Regions from separate parts of the Gasterosteus aculeatus genome. Here region 1 is linked to region 2. Evidence: chromatin contacts called from public Hi-C data. All regions are on one chromosome and are shown on one strand. The core of a region is the stretch at or near the end of the contact, and the rest is flanking DNA. Distances in the headings are between cores, read along the strand shown. Region 1 holds the start of tmem267 (transmembrane protein 267). Region 2 holds the start of cntfr (ciliary neurotrophic factor receptor).

Evidence for each region. A called contact is a pair of places that touch in the nucleus more often than the background predicts.
Region 1: a Hi-C map of skeletal muscle shows a contact between it and region 2, with 3 times the contacts expected there. The contact joins the promoter of tmem267 here to the promoter of cntfr in region 2. A contact is called at or near these places in 3 of 6 Hi-C or Micro-C datasets (skeletal muscle and tail fin).

What each region holds. Positions count from the first base shown.
Region 1 is chr14:11,501,186-11,507,275 of fGasAcu3.hap1.1, reverse strand. tmem267 (transmembrane protein 267) reads right to left here and starts at 1,316. Exons shown (of 3, transcript XM_040197037.2): 1 at 1-1,316. cntfr (ciliary neurotrophic factor receptor) reads right to left here. Exons shown (of 13, transcript XM_078088470.1): 12 at 5,937-6,063; 13 at 3,339-4,842. The coding sequence ends at 4,842.
Region 2 is chr14:11,323,575-11,329,789 of fGasAcu3.hap1.1, reverse strand. It overlaps cntfr (ciliary neurotrophic factor receptor), which reads right to left and starts at 3,175. Exons shown (of 13, transcript XM_078088470.1): 1 at 2,940-3,175; 2 at 2,781-2,861; 3 at 1,493-1,618.

The DNA of each region.
Region 1 (6,090 bases), core at 67-2,566, 180 kb before region 2:
GAAATAAAGACTTGAGCTAAACCAACTAAGTTACTTTAAGCCTCCAGCAAAATGTTTATAAAATGTAAAAAAAACACACCGTTATTTTCAATCCAAACTGAATAAGGCAAAGCAACTTGCGAACACGTTTCTGGAGTTGAGCACTATGTTTGCATTACCTACAGCAGAGAGTATTTTGATCAGGAATCAGCAGAAGAGGTCTGACATTCAATGGCTGCAGCTTCTCTGAGCACCACTAGAGGGTAAAGAAGACCACACAATAAAATAACACTGGGACTACAGAAGGGAATGATCCTTTTTTTTAAACCCCGGCTCTCTTCTTTCAGGTAAAGTGCACATTCAATGCACAATATTTCAGACTTTTTTAGAATCCAAAATCCTGACTAATACGATGGTGCACAAAAAAAAGCCAACAGGTTGTCTTGCAAATAATTGCTGCTAAGCTTACAACATGTAAACTTAAGTATTTCAAATCAGACAATCCTACCAAGTGGAGGGTTCTTTAAAAGCCTTTCCGTTCAAATGCTGAAATTTGGCATGCGATATTTACATTTCAACATTTAGAACCCTATTGTTTCTATTAAGGTCGTATCAGTTTCATCCCTTCACGTGGGGTTGACTCCAATGGGCCTGACTCTTTCTAAATCATTCCATCAACAGTAATTTAGAATTACAATTCAATCTGCGATTTGTTTTTGCATTTCCTCATTTGTTTTAATACGCCAGTGTCATGAAAGGAGAGGTGTTAACAGTTGCTTGTAATTCTAAACACTCGTCTCTCTGCTCCGGTTTCAGGGAACCTGACTTCAGTGATTAAACAAGTCTGTCGTTGGCAGTGAGAGACACCTTGGACACTAATGTTCCAGCAATGATTGTGGACACGTTTGCTGACACAAACTCCATTTGGTAGCACTGACTCACAATTCAAGTACTTCACAGACGTCAGCGACACCAAGTGTGTTGTGTTTAAGCCTGTAACAGTAAGCGTTAGGCCAAAACATAAGAGGAGGACTTTTTGGTTTGCCTGGTCAGACACACTGACCAGTCACACTGGTGGCTACTAATGGCTACTAATGCAATGTCACATACTGGTGTTCTGTTCCACCCAATTCTTCTGCAGGCAGCAGAGGCGCCGGACTGATGTCAGAGGAGCGATATAATAAGATACCCATCATTCAGCACCAGGGACAGAAGCACGGAGAACAAAGAAGGGGACGGCAGTAGGAGGGTTCAGCACCACGGACAGCGCACCGTGGAAGCTGTTGTCTCTGCTGCCATCCAGTGGCAACACGCAGAACTTTAACCTTATTTTCAGCTTGAAATTTAGATAATAAATGAAGTACATTTTGTAACTTTGCTGTTTAAAGTTATCAAAAACGACTTGGAGTTTGATCTACAACCATAATAATATGTGTATGAATAGTTATCAGTTAAAGTAATACCTTGTCAGTGTTCATCAAACTGGTAATTATTACAGTGTTTCGTTATGTTAATTTATGGGCGCTTTTGTGTTGGATTATAATTGTATATTATATTATTATTATTATTATATTAACTATGTGTTTTGCCTTAAAGAAAAAGTAAACAACGCAATACCACCAAAAGCAAAACCACAAGTGTCCACAACGATCAAAATGTTTCGACGTATGTAATTAAATGTATGTACGGTTTATAAACCGCATTGATATCAAGAAAACGGAAACATTATCAGCCAATTGAGAAAAATATGTAAGTATGTGAATAGTTACTGCAAATAAGAATCATAAAAAGATGGTTAAAACACAGTGTGACAAACAGACATGAATTGTAAAAAGCAGAGATAAGAAATCCTGCAGCAAAGATGAAGCCGGTTGAGTGTTTAAAGAGAGCCTGGGCAGGATTGGAAGGGAAGGAGAGATCGTGTCATTCATCCAGTTATCAGTGAAAGGTCAAACTAGTCATTAGAGCAGAGTGAGGCTGTTGGAACTGACAGCCTCTGGATGGGATACACACACACACGCACGCACGCACGCACAGACGCACGCACACTCTTTCCTATATAGAGGTTAATGTGGATCACATCATGGTTGCAGACAAAGAGAGCATGGCTGAACATTTCAATTGCATTTAATTAAAGTCAGGTTGAAATATTAGTAACACGGTTCTGTTAAGGACACACAGAACAACACTGTGGTGCGTCTTTACCATCCTTCGTCGCTTCATGCATATGTCATTGTACATATTAATTGCGTTCTCATAGAGACAAAAAGCGGACGGGCCGGTTTGAGCGAGGAAGGAAAGACTAATGAACACAATGCCCACAGTGTGTGCGTGCAGACTCTTGTCTGCACGCACACACAAGGAGGACTCAGCGGACAGCCGCTAGATGGTGTATTGATTTGTCCTCGGCCTGCCAGAACTTGTCAGAATATTGAAAGAAGGAGGGCTTGAGCGAGGCAAGAGAGACAGTGAGACAGATTAAAGAAGAGGGAAGCACAGAGAGTGAGAGCTTAAGGTCAAGAGGAGAGTTTTGACCATCCCACTCTTCCCCCGGTCTTATTTTCTTATTGAATTTATCGCTGTAAATGTAGTATTAAACTCACTGGCATCAGCTTTGAGTGCACTGTGATGTGAGATCGGATAGGAAACAGAAGCAGTAAGACAATCATCCAAGTTCCAAATGAAACCTCACTAGACTTTAAAGTAGCCCTTTAATTACATTTTACTAAAAATACATTATAGAGCCAATTCAAGGTCGGGGAAATGTTCGGGACAACTGTTGGGACAAAAACATGAAGACTGAATGAACATACTGTTCTCGTACTTGTAAATGTGTATAACTAACCGCACTTTGCTTTAAAATAGTTTTCAGTTGACACAACTCTCTTTAATTAATTCTCTCTGCAGAGACCTGAGAAGCGGAAATTGGTGGAGCAGAATGTGTTGTTTTTCTTGTTAGTCGGAGCAGAATGACTATAACCTTTTCACATTCAACTACGTGATTCAAATCTTTCGAGTTTTTACTTTTGAGGACGACTTGTGATCGGGTATAATCAGGTTAAAATTGGGATTTCCCCATTGCTTGATCTGTGTCTCCAAGCAAAACTAATTACCAGCAGCCTCAGCTGTACTGTGTTTATTGTTAATAAGTAAATACTAGCACGCAAACACACTGACCCTCACTGACCACACTCTCCCGTGATAAGAAACCACCTGATGATACAGTTTTCAGAGTAAAAAAACAACGTGAGCAAAGAGAGAGGCGCGTCATCTGCAAACAGCAGTCAATGAAATCACAATATAGCTCATCTGAACCTGTAAATTAAGCTTCAAAGTACAAAATGAATGTGAGGCCATCGTTCATTGTGAAATGGTCACATTTAATGGTTGAAACCTGTCATTGTATATACATCTATAAAAAAGACCCCAGGTACAGGTTACGACATTCTACTGCTAATACATACATTATTATTATCATTAAATAATAAACTTTTGTTCAATGTTAAAGTTACATATCATAGTTTACAAAATATGAGCAAGGAGAATTAAGCCATTATTAATGTCTGAAAGAAAAAACTAAAATCCTATATGTGTGTTTGTATTATTTGTCCATAAGATAAAAAAATACAATAAAACACATCAATATTCATTTGAATAACATAATATTAACTGGTGATAGAAGCTATTGAAATGGAAACTGCAAAAAATACATTTTATTAATTGTTTGTAAAGGCGTCAGAATTTGGGAAGCAAACTGTTTTGTGTCGTTTCATTTTACAGCACAGAGCAGAATTCAAAACCAACATAGATCTTTTATTTGTTTCAATAACCAGCTTTTTCGCCATTGAACCAAAACAAATGGGTGGGCACAGAACTGTCCAGTCTCAAAATCCACTTTATTTATTTATTTTACAATCCAGGTCCTCTTTGCCAGTCGCGAAAGCAGAGTGTAAAGCTAAACGTATAAATAGCCCGGCTACTGTTACTGAAGTCTTCGCTGTTCGTCCTCACGTGGGACGAAACCACCGCCGCTCTGACTCGAGTCGTTGGAGTCGGCAGATTCGGAGACGGATCGAGTGCTTGTCTGGCTTCTTTGATGGATCGCAGGTGAACGCAAAACGGGAGCTGCACGCTTCCTCAGACCCAGTCCCAAGTTTTCCTTTGTGTGTTTGAGTTGGCATCTAGAGCGCCGCGCACAAACAACACGGCTTTCTGGGTGCTTTGACCCACGGCGCAGTCTGACAGGTGCTTGGGGAACCTTTTTATTTGGGGATTTGAGTCTTTGGCATGATGATATAGCTGTATGGGCACCGCTACGGTTACTATACACACAAACACGCGCAAATACGCTCGACTCATGTGTGAGTGTTTGCCTGTACGGTGCTGCAATTTCAGAAGGAAGTGAACAGTAATTCATAATCAATAAAGAAAAGGACGAAAAAGTTTTGGGGGCGGATTTTGTCATCTGAAGAGTCGGTTTTCCTGCTGTGAAGAGGAGATTCCCAAACCGCACTGCTGCCCGCTAACACATAGTCTGCCGGGGCCGACCAAAGCCACAAGGGGGTATTATAGGACCGTTTATGCTGATATCACTGCTGCTTTTGTTGTTGTTGTTGTTGTTGTGGTGTATGGAGCGCCTTTCAAAAGCTCCTCTGGGTAATTTCTTTGTCTCCATTTATCAAAAATGCTGAATGGCATTATCATTGTCTAGTTTCATGTCTAAGTAATCTCGTGAGTAACTGAGTGATGGACAGAAATGATCAATGCACTGTATCCTGGAAACAAGTGCAAAATAGAAAAAAAGACCAGCCTCCTCCTTCTCCTCCTCCTCCTCCTCCTCCTCCAACTCCTAGATATTTAGATCTAGAAAGAAACGGACACAAGCACAACACAGGCATCACAAGCTGCACCTCAACAAACGATGGAATTTTGGTTGATCCCCTTTTAGACGTCTCCTACATTTGCTACTTTTTAATCATACTGCCAGTATATGTCTGGTGGTGAATTCATCATTCTATAAGTCACCTATTCCCAACCGAGGACCGTCTCACGGTAAACTGAAGCACCAGCTGGCCTAATACACGGACCCATCTGAGCAGCTGTCATTGGGAACTGTTTGGAAAAGGGCAGGAACTGTCAAAAGATACTTGACAGGTGGTCGGATGAACCGCACTTCAATCAAACGCTTACCGAAGCGAGACAGGGGGACAGTGGGGGGGCAAAGACACATTTTCATTTGAGAAAAGCCTCCACGGTTGTTCTTCTATCAGTGAAGAAATACTCTCCAGTTCTGATACAACTGATGCTATTGAAGCCTCTTCACCTCTTCAGGAGCAGCCTTTGTGTTTCAGAACGAACCGCTGTCTCTTATACAAAACCTTCATCTCAAAGTAGATGCAAGATAAATATAGTGGACAAAAAAAGGAATATTTCTCATATTGCGCACTAGAATTGACCTGTGGTACGTCACTGCGAGATATTACTGCGTGCAAACGGCACATGAGAGTGCTGTAGCGCTGCGCCTCATTGAAGGGCCACATATGTTTTTGTCCAGCTAAACCTGCCTCTCTTCATCTTCCAGTTGTTAGCGGACAGTGTTCAGCTGGACATGCAGCAAGGTTTGGTGTCATTTGGTTTCTGTGAAATTTACATTCATCGCCTACATCATCGGCAGGAGACGTACCGTTACGGCCTGATTTATAGAGTAAAAGGCGTTAATGAAATGGGACAGTCGCGCGTTGAAATTGACCTCAATCCCTTCAGGGTCTCTCCAGGAAAATATGAAGAGAAACGTCCCGCTGGGTCATAAAACAAATTCACCCAATCGTCGTTGCTCTCCTTCTAGTAAACGAGCTCCTGACATCGACAGAACTGCATCGACTTTCCAATATGTGACTGGCAAATTCAAAGATGGGGGGTTTGTAGACTCATTACAGCGCGTGTGTGCGTTTGCTCACCACATGCAAAGCAGCAGCATTCCTAACAGCAAAGGGGAGAAAAAGGTGAGGAGTCTGGCAGCTCTGCCCACGGGACGTTCGGCCTTCTGTGGTGCGTTGGAGGACGGGATGGGGGAGGTCTTAGTCTCTGCAAAAACAATCAGAAAAACACAAT
Region 2 (6,215 bases), core at 1,926-4,425:
AAACACGTCACCTCCGGATGCCGACGCTCGGGAGGCCCGAGGGCGGGCGTGTGCCACGGCCCATACCGAGCTGTCCCACTCAGCGCTGGACCGGCTGTGTGAGCTGCATGGTTAACATGTGCCCTCCCTCCTTCCATCATCTCATTTCTAGCGCTCTACTACACCTGCAAGGTTCACACACATTTTGACCAATGGAAATGTAGTATTGAAACGAACAATAGAAACTAACAATGAGAATTCAAAGCGCACGCGCGCACACACACAGACACACACACACACACACACACACACACACACACACACACAGAGTTTCTCCTCCAATTTAATCAGGCCCGAAGGAAGTCGGTTTTTCAGCGTTTACAATTATCCACTAGGGATGGGTTTCGTTTGGGTATTTGATAGCGGTGCTAAAACGACGCTAATAAAACACAGCGCTGCCTAAACGGTCGCTGAACCAAAGTTGTTTTTTGTTTTTAGTTTTTTTTCCAAACTGTGAACAATATATGAACTTGTTAACAGTTTACAGAATACGTACGGTGAAGAAGCCAGAAGAGTATGTATTAATTAATTGGAATTTGTGGAATATTAATCTTTTTTGGGGGGATTCATGCTTATTATGCAGAAACTAAAGATACGCAACAGTTAAGGTGTCTTCACAACCACGGTGCAAATCACTTGCGCTTAGAGTATGAAAGCGTGTGCCTGCTTATATTTTGAGCGTCTGTTTTAAAAGCATATGAATTAGTTAGAACTCATCTTAAATGAACGACATGAACATATGAATATAACACATTACCATGACTTTGGGGATTTTATTTTATCATTTCACAACTTTTACAGGCCTGGAAATGACCATTTCCAGGTTTTTCATGACTGTACAAACTTGCGGCATTTTTTTTTCCCTGGCAAAGGCATATTTTCAAAAGTATGGGGAAAATTCATTCGTTGTTTTATTCGTAGTGGGAGCTGTCATTCCAATCAGTAATGATGACATGTCGTCAACACGTTTAATCGGAGGAGTGGGGGGATTGCCAAAGGGAATTAGAGAGGTGCACCAATTGTATTCATAAAATATTTTTTAAGTGAGACCACTACTCTCGTTAAATTCATCAATGTATTTGATTCATTGGCTGCCGCTCGAGGCCGATACGACCCCCTCCTGGTGCCGACACGTGCCCGATCGCTCTGTGCTTTGTTTAAAGGAAACGAGAAGAAGAAAATGAGCAGTGATAGAATCCCACTTGATTTCAAACAAACCCAAAGGTTAGTCAAACAGTTTGGAACCTAACTTGTCAATCATAAATTGGGCAGGGACTTCGATACTTTTGGATTGCCAGTCAATATCATTAATGTTAGAACTTCAAAATAAAGTGCTCATTTGGCTAAACTCATCGACTCATTGCTCCGCTTTCTGGCTACGTTGCCTCCGTTTTAGAAACGCCTCCCAAATCTCAGCGATCGCATTTGCGAGTGCAGCTTCTCCATAACTAACCTCGATAAGTCTCTTGTTGCCATGTCACCCGGCACGGCTGGCGACTCCTCCTTACGTCTCCTCATCTCAAGAATGCAATGGAATGAGTCCCGTGTGTCACGTGGGCCCCTGTCGCTCCCGCTCACACTGAAAGTCAAAATAAATACTTTTTTGCATGTCGTTTGGAAACTTACTGCAAGACAAAGATGCATTACTAATCCCCCTTGAGGCCATATTGAGCATTTCAGCATCACAAATTGTAAAATGTACTATTGGTAAACATACCGATGCGTGTTTGGAGGGGTTTCAAAAGGCTCTACACACCCATTGACCGTTTTCACTTTGTCCTATGTCCCACTTTGGTTCACATACCCGCACAGCTCCACCCAACTTCAACCTGAGCAACATACTAATTCAACCCACTCTAAAAAGAAAAATATTATAGCATAGAAAAATGAAAAACAAATGTGGCATTTTGTACAAAAGACTCACACACGTAGATTGTTACCTGTAATAGAGAGAAGCTAAATATGCAACTTAAATAATCTGTTTTAAATCAGAATGCTAATGGTTTTATCATCATCTGCTCCCACAACTGAATCTCCATTACACACAATTGCACATTGTGCATCACACACCATGAAATGACGAGAATAAGCCTGCTTGGCCACTTAGCGATAAGTGGAATGTACCGTGTCCCTCAAATCACTTACTACTGATAGCCTCTTTATTTGTAGGGGGGGGGGGGGTTGTTCTTGTTTTTTTAAAATAATATTACTTAGTAAATGACACGAATGTCGGCACACTGTTGATTTAAAAAAAAAAAATCTGTGGACTCATCGGAATATAACAGGCACTGGGGTTTTTATGTGGACGCCTCATTTTTGAGTCAGTCCACGTTTGAATTTTAATTCATCTTGCAGAAGCATTCATCTTGGATTTATGGCATTATATTGTGCAAAAAATCCTGAATAATGAATGAATAAATAAATAAAAGCTAAAAATATGAACAAGGACCAAATGGAGATGGACATTGATTGAAGAGTTTAAGAAGCACCAAAAAGAATAAAGAATGAACATTAGTAAAAACACAACGACCAAATCAAAGCTGAGCGCGCACGCGTGTTGTGCAAACTCCCACGCGACCCTCTAGTCACGTGCACAAACAGTGACAATGTCAGAGAAAAAAACACAACTTTTTAATACAAAGTACAAAATACCAACTTCAATGATTATGTTTGTATAAAATACGTATTTCAAGTGCACGTGATGTGTGACGTTACAGCTACGTTGTCACGGTTTTACTCACCATTTCTAATTAACGTCACCGGAGGTGGCGTTTCTCGGGGTGATACCCGTCCGGTGTCTCGCCTCCTCTCCGCCCGCCGTCCTAAAACAAAGTGACGGCTGGGTTAATGGACGCCCGGGAAGTCGTCATTAGCAATAACACATAGGACTGTTTACAAACTTCGGTGAACAGCTGGAGTTTGGCACGTCCAGAGGTTGTTGACCCACGTGTGCAGCGGAAGTGGTCAGTCCCGGCTGCGTTAAAGACACAGGTGGAGGTGCGGGTGGGGTGTGGGCGGGGCTGCACCTCCGCCGAGTCTAGGCCGCCGCGTTAGCTAACGTTAGCACAACGCTAGCATGGCTTCCTCCACCTCCGGTCGAAACGTCACGTTCCAACGTCGCATCCTCCGTCGTCGTGCTGAATACTACTTCCGGTTGCGAGATTTGTTTTGTACATACAGCAAGTAGTAGATGTATGTGTTGTCAAATAGTCTGCACGCTAATGCATTTTCAAAGTTCCACTTGGCCCCGACCCTCCTGCACAACATTATATGGATTCATAATTTTAAAACTATTTGGCCATTACCGTTGACCGCCAGGGCTTTTACAGAGCACGGAAATTGAATAGTTTTCCTCCAAGTGAAGTTCAACAACAGCCTAAAGTCAGACTTCTCTTTAAACTTATCAGCCAGCACCAGCTACGATACTGTACGTGTGAACCAGAGAGAATTTAAATGAGCGTGTTTCAAACAGAATTTACGACATTTGCTGAGCTGGAGGCTACATTTTTGGTGAATCACAATTTACAGTTGCAGTGCGCGCGGCCCAGGATCCCGTCAGACAGAACGGAGTGGCAGTAAATACAGGGGAGAGTTTTGCTGCTTTGATCCCCGACATGAAACCAGAGCTCAGCCTCCAGGCCGAGACAAAGTGGTTTGACTGACTTGAAATGCTTTCAAAAGGTGAACAACAACAAATTACCATACAACCCAGCTGACAGACAAACACCTCAACCAAATCCCAAAAAGTATCCTCGGCTCAGCGCTGCCAGGGCCGATAGAAGGCTAATCATAAAAGTTTCCGCCGTCGGGGTCCAGGTCAGATGGTCCACACACACACTTCTCTAAATACCAGAACGACTACATGCCGTATTTTAAGATTTTAAGATTTCAAAGCAGGTTAAATGTTAGTTACTCTGCTCACAGTTTAAATTAATTTGATTCAAATGAAATTGTATTCTTTTTTTTTGTTCTCCAGCTTTTTGATTTACTGCAAGTGCAAGATTTTCCCATTAGGTATAAAAGCCGGAAACCTACTGTCTGAATCCGTAATCCCGATACCGTTTCGCTGTTTTTTTTACTGACCCTGACCCGCTGGCAAAAATAAATGTCTCACCATCATATGACAGCCTGCGCTCGCCTGCACCTTCTTTTGAAAATGCAAATTTCAACAATAGGATTGTGGCACAGGCCCTTAGGGATTATATGGAGAAAAAGACGTTTGTATGAAAATGAAAAGTATGGTGGAAAGGGAAGACATCACGGCTGAGCTGTATCCACTTGCCTGCAGCCAGGATCAGGACCTTGATGGTACGAGGTTGATTGACCCGAATGGAGCGGTCACTAGTTTTCTGAACTGCTGAATGTATAGTTTGACGTCCTAAATTGGGTTTAAAAAGAAGAAGAAATTCAAAACCCTTTTTTCAAGGCACTGTGAAATGTACTTGAAACTAAATGTTACCAGGACAATGTGGGTTATTTTTTATTTATTCACTTTCTTTGTCAGGGACAGTGCATGCTAATACACATTACCATGCCAGAATTTTCCAGGAGTCTAGTTTCCATCCACAGTCCTTGGTCAGGTGTGAAATTGGCAGCCTCAAATAAGCCCAGAATCAAGACATTATTAAAAAAAATAATAGCACTGTTACTGCTTACACAGCAAAAAACAATTAAGTCATAGGCAAAGTCGGATAGGACAGATAGGCAGGGCATTTCAGCAGCATACAAGCTGCATATATTGATAGACATTGGCAGACAACAATGGGAAGGCATCAAAACAAGTGCTGGCAGATTTAGTGGTTTGTTAGGCATCTTCTGAACCAAAGGACCTGTAAGTGGTGAGTTCCTCAGTGTGGAACCGTGCTACGTTCCATTCATGTGCTGCTTTAATTGCAAATGCAGATTCACTGAAAGCAGATCTCCTCCGTGGGGTAATTCAGTTTCCTCTTGCGGCTCCTCTTGTTATCTGATTTGTTACATGTGTTATGTTCTTAGCATGACACAATGGGGAAAAGAATCTGTATTCTTAGCGAGGGTTTACATGGTTTTGACGTCAAGCCTTGAAAATGCTGTTGTTATCAAATTGAGTTTTTTTTTTTAATTTTATTAGTGGATTTTGCGCTGCATTGTTGTTCTGGAGTCCACACTAATTATTAATAGTGTGAATGCAGAGAAAAGTCATATGTCATAGTCAAATACGTTACTCACATAATTAACAAGGATTGGGACGTCCCCTTAGCACTCTACCCATCGATCACAAACGCTCATGTAAAACCTCCAGATAGACTGCAGAAGTAAAAAAAAAGCAAATCAAAATGCTTTCCTCTACCACACAGACCGGATCTTTACAGTGGTGGTTGAATCGGGTAATGGATCAATTTTTTCATCCTATTTGAAACGGTGCTGTGGAAAAGGCCAGAGCTCCGATGGGAGATGTGATTTTCTTTTTATATTCATCAATGAGAATAACCAATAAGTTTGCTGTGAAATATTGACCGTCCTTGACCGTGTCTATTAAAAACCTCTCCCTGATTTTTAGCAATTATTCTGTGGATATTCTCCTTTTGTTTTGAGGGTATTTGTAATGGTGGTATCAGGAACCTGACTGAGGAAACATATATATATATATATGTATATAGGTTTATGTAAAAGTGCTTGACTGCATCATTTTAAGGGAGAGACCATACCTGATTAATTCAGGTAAGGTCCATTTATAATTGTATATTGGTTTTAGAGCAGCAACAGTATAATAGAAAAGGTACTGTAAAAAGCATGAATGTGACTGGAAACAAATGTAAAATATCACCTTTATTTGAATGTGACTCTTGTTTATTGAGATGAGGGCATCACAATTGTCATGGTAACACCTGCATACACAAACCGTATAAAATAATGACAGGGAAAACTGACTGGATTAGTAACAGCCTGCTTCCCACTGATAAACAGAGTGTTCAAAATGGCAGGTACCTTCAAGCCGAGTCAAGTCTTTTAAGTCACAATCCCTGCTACTTTCTTTTGCAATGATAACAAAATAAATACTAGCTACAATAAAGTGTACACATTATTTCTGTGGACAACACATATAAGATGAAATATCAGCTGTATGCTAATCTCACCTTTAGTGCTGAAATTAGTATAGTTATAGTTTATACGAACAATATAGTTTTAAACTTTCA